Linked DNA regions of Sus scrofa: region 1 is linked to region 2. A link is a contact called in public Hi-C data. All regions are on one chromosome and are shown on one strand. Each heading gives the region's core, a stretch centred on a gene start, on an enhancer-like site or on the middle of the called end of the contact. The rest is flanking DNA. Distances are from core to core; before and after follow the strand shown.

Evidence for each region. A called contact is a pair of places that touch in the nucleus more often than the background predicts.
Region 1: a contact with region 2 is called in a Hi-C map of heart right ventricle, with 4 times the contacts expected there. The contact joins the promoter of MBD3 here to the promoter of MOB3A in region 2. A contact is called at or near these places in 2 of 5 promoter capture datasets (fetal liver and fetal skeletal muscle) and 1 of 47 Hi-C or Micro-C datasets (heart right ventricle).

What each region holds. Positions count from the first base shown.
Region 1 is chr2:76,911,852-76,916,148 of Sscrofa11.1, forward strand. It overlaps MBD3 (methyl-CpG-binding domain protein 3), which reads left to right and starts at 2,029. Exons shown (of 7, transcript XM_003122994.4): 1 at 2,029-2,257. The coding sequence starts at 2,244.
Region 2 is chr2:76,473,392-76,477,533 of Sscrofa11.1, forward strand. It overlaps MOB3A (MOB kinase activator 3A), which reads left to right and starts at 2,006. Exons shown (of 5, transcript XM_021084201.1): 1 at 2,006-2,382. It overlaps IZUMO4 (izumo sperm-egg fusion protein 4), which reads right to left and starts at 1,836. Exons shown (of 10, transcript XM_003123021.2): 1 at 1,565-1,836; 2 at 1,397-1,477; 3 at 1,210-1,281; 4 at 453-479; 5 at 280-355; 6 at 78-125. The coding sequence starts at 1,778.

The DNA.
Region 1 (4,297 bases), core at 779-3,278, 440 kb after region 2:
CAGTGACCAGAGCCATGGTAGTGAAAATGACAGATCCTTATCCAGTGAGGCCACCAGGGAACTCCAAAAATTTTTAAAAAATAAAATGTTTTGCCCTTTTCAAAAAAAGGCATGGCTCAGCGGTTAATAAATCTGACTACATCCATGAGGACGCAGGTTCGATTCTTGGCCTCATTCAGTGGGTTAAGGATCAGGCGTTGCCATGAGCTGTGGTGTAGGTGGCAGACATGGCTCAGATCCCGCGTTGCTGTGGCTGTGATGTAGGCCAGCAGCTATAGCTCCCATTCAACCCTTGCCTGGGAACCTCCATATGCTGCTGGTGTGACCCTAAAAAGCAAAAAAAAAAAAAAGTGAAAGACAGGATCATCATGTGACCCAGTAATTCAAGTTCTCTCTTTTGTGTGTGTGTGTGTAGCTGTGATTTTTAAATTAAGAAATAGGGAGTTTCTGCTGTGGCACAGTGGGTTAACAATCCAGCTTGTCTCTGTGGTGTTGCCAGTTCAATCTCCAACCTGGAGCATCTCCAACGGATGCGGCTTGGACTCGATCCCTAGCCAGGGAAGTTCCATATGCCATGGGTATGGAAGAAGGAAGGAAGGGTGAGTTCCCCAGTGGCTCACTGGCTTAAGGATCCAGCATTGTCACTAATGCGGCTTGGGTCTGAAACCTGGCCAGGGAACTTCTGCATGCAACAGAGGGGCAGGGTTGGGGGTGGGGGGAGTGTGGAAGAAAACACATACCACAGTTACCAGCACGATGGAATTCCCGTTGTGGCTCAGCTGTAATGAACCCAAATAGTGTCCATGGGGTTGCAGGTTCCATCCCTGGCCTCGCTCAGTGGGTTCACGATCCAGCATTGCCACGAGCTGTGGTGTAGGTCGTAAAAGCAGCTCAGATCTTGTGTTGCTGTGACGTAGGCTGGCAGCTGCAGCTCTGATTCGCCCCTAGCCTGAGAACATCCATATGCCACAGGTGCAGCCCTAAAAAGCAAAAAAAAATTTTTTTAATAAATAAATAAAAAAGTTACCAGCACTGCCCTCCATGGGAGGCCAGGGTCCTGGAAGCCTGGGTTTGAGCCTGAACTCTGCACACAGGAATCCAGTGCCCCAAACCAGCTTTGTCATATGGTGACCACCCAAAGTCCAAGGTGCTTGTCTGGCCACTTTGCCCTTTATCTGTGAGACCGCAGCCCAGCTACCCCTTGAGAAACCCAAAAGATTAAAGGATGTAAGGAATTGAGAATTAAGAAGTTGCACTTACCTGAGAACTTTAAAACAAACAAGTTACCCCTGCCTGCCATGGGCTTCCGTTTTACACCAACTCGAGCAAAGAACGCAGGGGCTCAGGGCTGGGAAGAGACCAGCAGTAGAGCTCCAGCTTCCCTTGGTGGCACCTTCCCACCCGCGCTTCCTCACTCACCCAGGGACTAGATGCCACTGGCCACAGCTGCGGCCACTCAGCAATCTTTTTATCACCGGGTCTGGGCCGGCCGAACTCCGCCCAGGGGTAGAAGCGCAGCCAGAGGAGGGACTGAGGAAGGAGGAGGGGACACAAAGGGGGCGGGAGATTCCCAAGGAAGATATTGGACCCCCAGGAGACTGAAGGCGGCTAGACTAAAGTGGAGGCGAGGAGAAAGGAGTACTGATTTCTGGATCCTAAGGTGTCGCTGAAGCGTTCGGTGGGTCTTGGAATGTGGAGGTGGGTGATCACCGATAAGGCCCCCAAGACGTAGTTGCCAGGGTGGAGGGGTGGCGGTCCAGCCCTGGAAGGGGATCCTCGGAGACAAGCGGAGCTGTGGAGGAAAGGAGGGTCGCAGAAGAGAGACTGTGGCTTGTAACTGCTAACCCCGCTGTGACAGCGCGCTGCTCGAGGGCAGCCCAGGGCGCAGGCGCGAGACGGACAAGCCTCGCGCCGCCGCAGGCCCCGCCTACAGGCCGCACTATGATTGGCGCCGCTGCCATAGGGCGGAGCCGGCGGTCGCAGGCGGGGCGGCGCCTGCGCAGCACGGGGCCCCGCGCGCGGGCGGGTGGGCGGAGCGGGCCCCCCGAGCGGGGGCTGGCGAGCGCGGGGAGGGGGCCGAGAGGGCGGCAAAGCCGGCGCGCGCCCGGCTGGGGGCGGAGGGTGGGGGCCTGAGGGCCGGAACAGCCGCGGCAAGTGGCGGCGGCATCGGTGGAGGCAGCTGAGACGGCGGCAGTGCGCGGGGGTCCGGGCAGCGACGGCGGCGAGCCGAGGAGGCGGGCGCGATGGAGCGGAAGAGGTGGGAGTGCCCGGCGCTCCCGCAGGGCTGGGAGAGGGAAGAAGTGCCCAGAAGGTCGGGGCTGTCGGCCGGCCACAGGGATGTCTTTTACTATAGGTGAATGAACGTGCCGGCCGGGCAGGGCCCCAACGGGCGCCTCCCAGCGGCCTCTGCGGCGGCCTGGGTGCCCCGACCCGGGCCGCGGCCTGGGCCCCGCGCGTGCGTTGTGCGTGCGTGCGTGCGTGCTGGCGCGCGGCAGGCGCCTGGCCCCATGCGCGTGCGTGCCCGCCGGGGCCGAGCCCAGTGCGCGTGCGTGCCCGCCAGGGCCCCTGCTCGTGTGCGTGCTCTCGCAGCATGGCCGCATGGCTCTGGGACAGGTCCCCGGCTGCTGGCGGCCTTTGTTTGGCCGCCGCGGGGAAGCGGCCGGCTGGGCGAGGGGCCCCCTGGCCCGGGCCAGACGCCGCTGGGAGGCGGGGGTGGGGGCTGGGCTGTCCCTTTGATCCGCGTGGGGCGCTCCAGGGGCGGTGTGCACACCGAGGCGGGTGGCGAGCCAGGGGTTCGGGGAGCAGCGTTCGACCTGGAGGTCTAGGGAGAGGGCTAACTTAGATGCAGTTTCCTGAGCCCTTCCCAGGGTGGCCTAAACTCCACAGCATGTCTTTTAAGAGCCACCCCTCCCCCATCCTTGGGTGCGTTTCAAGATCAGCGCCCCCCTTGGGTTTTGGCCCCTCCAGCCGCCAGATGGGGGATATGAGATTTGTGGGCTCTTCTCACCCAAATTGAAAGGGGGGCTGCCCTTGGCTTTGGAAAAGTGACAAGGATCCTTCTCCACAAACAATTAGTAGGCGACTGGAAACCCAGCCCCAGACCGTCGGCCACCTGCTGTTTGCCTTCTTCCTTTTTTTTCTCCTGACTGGTGGAAGATGGTTTTGTGTCTGAGCCAGCTTTGATGGCTCACTCCCCTTTGCTTCAGGACTCTGGAGAAAGGAAGGCAGGCAGGACACCTGCCACGTGTTGAATGCCTGCCCAGTGATGGGGTTGTGCAGCAGGTCCTGGCCTTGCTAACCCCTTTTGGAGGGGAGTAAGTAAGGATGTGATGGCACCTTGTTCAGAACAAGTTCAGGTTCTAGTTTCTGAAAGGGGAAACAAGACTGACATCCCCCAGTGTGAGCCGTATTTGGCTGGGATCCCATAACTTCAGGCATGAGATGGTGGAATTAAGCATTTCTTAGAGGTGTATGTGTGTCCCCCTTTACTGCCACTGTGAGATCACTCCATTGCTGGCTCTTTAGAAAACCTGAATCCTACTTCTGTAGTCCTGTAGTTCTACAGTGCTGTAGTTTGGTAGTCTGTGAAGAGGCCTCAGGCCAGGACCCACCTGCTCATTTAATTCCGATCATGTTTGTTGCTCACTTCCTTTTAGATCTAAAAACCAAGGCAAGTCTCAGCTTCTAGTCCTTTGTTAATTTAATGGATGTCTTTTCAGCACCTGCTGGGGGCCTGTCCCAGTCTTTTTTCTGGGAGTGAGACCCAGGCCCTCCCCTCCTGGGTGACAGCTGGTGCCCCAGCCATCACCCCATTCCTTTCGAAGTTACATGTGATGACGTACACAGAGATGCAGGATCTGTGAGGGACAGATGATGCGGATGCCTGCTTGAGCGAGGGCCAGTCAGGGAGTGCTTGTCTGAGGAAGTGACACAGAGCTGAGCCCTGGCCAAGGAGCTGGGAAGAGTGGTCCAGGGAGTGCAGACAGCCTGTGCAGAGGATTGGACACTGAACCAAGGCCAGCATGGCTAGAGGGCCCCAGACCATCATCACCCACTTCTCGTCCCCGCCTGCTAGAGCCTCTCAGGGCCTTAGCCAGTGGGATCCCACTGCAAGGCCCTGTCCTGAGCACTGGGGTCTGGTGGTAGGAAGAGCTTCAGACTGAGGCTGGACAGGATGGATCTCAGTCCAGTGGGAGGTGAGGGCCTATAGGGGGGTGGTTGCGACAGGTCCATTGCTCTCCCAGCCCTGGCAGGTAGGTGATCTGGGGAGTATGTGATAGGGAACCTGTGGTGTTTT
Region 2 (4,142 bases), core at 756-3,255:
ACAACAGCAGGTTTGGAGTCAGGGGCCAAGTGGCCTTGACTGGGGTCCCCACCCTAAGCCCAGCTCCCCTGACTCACATGTACTGGAGGAGGCCCTGCACTGCTGTCTCCCACTGCACCGACGACCTGCCGGCACACAGGACATGGAGGGGCCAGCTGGGGGGAGCTTCCATTCCCCCCACCCAGGTGATGGAGGGGCCCACTCCAGGGAGACCCTTGGACCCTGTGGCTGGGGCGGGGGCGGTGGGCACACAGGCAGGTGTGTGATTCTGAGCCTTACTCGCAGTTGTAGCCAAAGCAGACAACATGTGAGTCTGTGCAGTTGGTGCAGGAGATGGTCTCGTACTGGAAGATGCCTGCAATAGACCAGAGGCAGCCGAAGGTCCCCTCACCCTCAGCCTCTGGGGCCCCATGCTGCTGCTGCTGCACCCCACAACCTGGACAGAGGCTCACCACAGTGACGCTGACAGTCGATGCGGCCTGTGAAAGGGTGAGAGCACAGATGGTATCTTCTTAGCAGGCCTAGACTGTCCTCCCCATCCAGCCCACCTTCCCAGGCTGCCCAAGGCTCAGGAGTGTCCATGGCCCCAGCCTGGGGTGAAGCAAACCATGGGGAAGGGCAGTAGCAATACTCAGGCCTCCAGGGACTGGCTAGGGGAGATGATAGGGACAGGTCAAAATTTATCCTTCCAGGTGTCCTATTGGTGTCCACTAGATGAGAGTGTCCCCCCTCAGAGAGGAAACTTTTTTGGTTTTTGGTTTTTGTGTTTTTGGGGGGTTTTTTTAGGGCAGCATATGGAGGTTCCCAGGCCAGGGGTCGAATTGGAGCTGTAGCCACTGGCCTAAGCCACAGCAATGCAGGATCCTAGCCGAGTCTGCAACCTACGTCACAGCTCACAGCAACGCCGGATCCTTAACCCACTGAGCGAGGCCAGGGATCAAACCCGCAACCTCATGGTTCCTAGTCGGGTTCCTTTCCGCTGCACCACGACGGGAACTCCCAGGGAGCAGACTTTCTCCCCACTTTCTGTCCTTTCTGAGTTCCAACACCCAGCTGCATCATGCCAGATCCCTATTCACATGGCTCTAGTCTCAGCCAGGCCCTGGCTGGAACCTGGGCCTAGGCCTAGAAAGAGGCAAACACTCCTGTGGTCCTGGGTCCTCAGGCTCTGGGCAGCATCCTCCATCCCCGAAGCCCTTATTTGCTCACTTTCGATGATGGCATTCTGGATGAGGTGCACCTGCTCCCGGAAGATAGCTCGCAGCTCGTTGGGGAAATACCCTAATGGGGGGAGGCAGGAGGGAGAAGGTCAGGGGCAGGTGGATGGGTCAGCGTGAGATGCCCTGGGGCCGCGGGGTTGTTCCTCGGTTTCCCACTGTGGCGGCCGCCCCCTTACCCGGGAAATACATCTTTCCCTGGTACAGTTGATCCATTCTCTTGTACACGGCGTTTGCCACTTGGTTCAGTTTCTCCCGGGCTGGGGGTGAGAGGAGAGTTGTGAGAGAGGCCTGGCCCAGGGTCTGGTTGGGCGTGGAGCGCGTGCAGGCAGGGCCGGGGTACTCACTGATTTCCGCGGGGATGGCCAGATGCAGCTCCTTCATCGTGTCCTGGCTCCAGTCGGTGAGCAGCGAACCCGACACAGGGATGTCGCCCACCCACCAGGACTTGAGGTTCACGTGATGGCGGTAGAAGGAGAACTTCTCTGAGAAGTTGCCGTGGCAGTGCAAGCAGCCTCGGGCCAGCGCAGCTGTCAGGCCCAGGCACAGCAGCAGGGCCATGGCCCGCCCCCACCGCCCGCCGCCCGCCGCCCGCGCCCACCGCCCACCGCCCACCACCCGCCGCCCGCCGCCGGCCAACCGACGGCGCCCCTCGAGCCACGCCCCTCTGCCGCGCACCAACAAACGGCGCCCTCGTGCCCCGCCCCCATCGCTCACCAACCAACCGCTCTCTTGTGACATAGCCTCGCCCTCTCCCGCCCCCTCGGCGTAGGCCCGCCCTCGCAACTGACTAGCGACTTCCCACCGCCTACTCCTCTTTCAAGCCACGCCCACCAACCTCAGCTCCCAAAGAGGGCTCCACCCCTCTATTGGCCCCGCCCCTGACCGCGCTCCACGCAGGCGTTCTCGGCCCGCTCAAGCTCCTCCTTCCACGGCGGCCCCACCTCGAGGCCCGGTCCAGCGCTCCGGGCACTCAGCTGCTCCGCCCGCGGGCAGTCTCCGCTCCACTTCCGGGAAGGCCTTGGACAGGAGCGGAAGTATATCCGGGGCGGGGCAGTGGTGCGCGGAGTTTTTCCGCGGCGGACGGCGAGGCAAGGCTGATTGGAGCCCCGGGGGCGGAGTCTGGCGACGAGAGTGGCCAGATCCTTCGGACAGCAGGCGGCAGGTGGGTCCTCGGAGGTATGACCGCGGGCGGTGTGAAGGCTGGGTCCCTCAGAGGGGTGAACGGTGGTAGAGGCGAGGGAGGCCGGGTCCTTCAGAGAGGGCGACCGCGGGCAGGGCGACCTCAGGAGGTACGACCGCGGGCGGCGGGGAGGCCGGGCCCTTAGGGGCGGGGGACAACCGCGGAGGACCAGACAACCGGGCCCCTCAGGGGGGTGAACAGTGGTGGAGGGGCAGGAGCCGTGGCGGCCCTTGGTCCAATTAGCGGTTACAAATGTTACTTTAGGTCACCCCTGGTTGTATCGCTGATCAGGACCCCACCTCCTGATGGATGGAAAGCCCACAGAATTTTAGGGCCCCCAGCCCACTGGGACACCTGCCCTCTGCAAGCAGGCTTCCTTGTCCCAAGAGTCCCTGAGCAGCGGGCAAGGGCTGGGCGGCAGGTGTCGGCACTGACTACCTGGTGACTCCACAGCTCTGTCTCTGAACTGGCTATAGGGCTTGTATTTGCTTTCAATGGCCGAGTATTTTACAAAACGTCGCTGAAAAGGGAAGGAGAGGTGATTGAAAGATACGCAGAGTCACAGGCTCTTTGTAAATAAATGACCAGTGATTCTCCCACTGAGAGAGCCACTGCTCATTTGGGGGTAAGAGTCTCCCAGAATTTATTCACAGGAGCTTTCTGCCCCTTGGATTTCTTTCTTTTTTTTTTTTTAAACCTTTTTATAGAGGCTCAGTAGACTTGCAGTGAACTGCACACATTCAAAGCATACAGTTGGATAAATTGTGGCATGGGATTTGTATCTCATACCCCACTGCCTGCCTGCACTTTGTGATTTTGGATTTGCTTCTGTTACACTTGGCCTCTGTCAGCCGCTTCTTCATCCCACTCTCCACCCAGCATAAAAGTTCAGGGGCTCTTTTTAGCCCATTTCACGGACTCAGCACTGACTGATGCCATGGATGGACAATGTCAGAACAGAGCACTGCCGCCTCCGGAAGCCCTGAGTGCCTGGGGGCATACTCCCCCACCCCAAGTTATGGTAGCCTGTCGGTGTCTGTGGTACTGATCATGAAGTGAAGCAAGGGGAAGTCTTTGCTGCCCCACCCCTGCCCACACCCTAGGGCACCCAGTTTCTCACCAGAGTCTGAATTTGGTGCCTGCCTCAAACAGCACCTGCCCTGTTGCTCCTGTCCTCCAGCAGATGGGTTCCACCCCACCTTTTTTTTTCTTTTTAGGGCCACACTCGCGGCATATGGAGGTTCCCAGGCTAGGGGTCCAAATGGAGCTGCAGCTGTTGGCCTACACCACAGCCACAGCAACACAAAATCTGAGCTGCGTCTGTGACTTACACCACAGCTCACAGCAATGCTGGATCCTTAACCACCTGGGCAAGGCCAGGGATCGAACCTGCGTCTTCATGAATACTAGTTGAGTTCCTTAACCTCTGAGCCATGACGGGAACTCCGGGTTTTCCCCTTTTAAGACCCTCTGGAGCTGAGCTCTCCAGTGTTGCATGACTGGTGAGTCCCCAGAATGTGCCAAAATGAGATGTGCCATCCATGTAGAGTACACACCAGATTTCTGAGACCCAGTGTGTTAAGATGGCGTGTGTGTGTGCAAAATATTTCCTTAGTGTTTTCTCTATTTGTTAGATGTTGGAATGCTATTTTGGTGTCCTAGGTTTAAATAGTATATCTTATCAATGTTAAAAGTCACTTGTTTATTTTTTACTTTTCATTATGGCTACCCAGAAGTTAGAA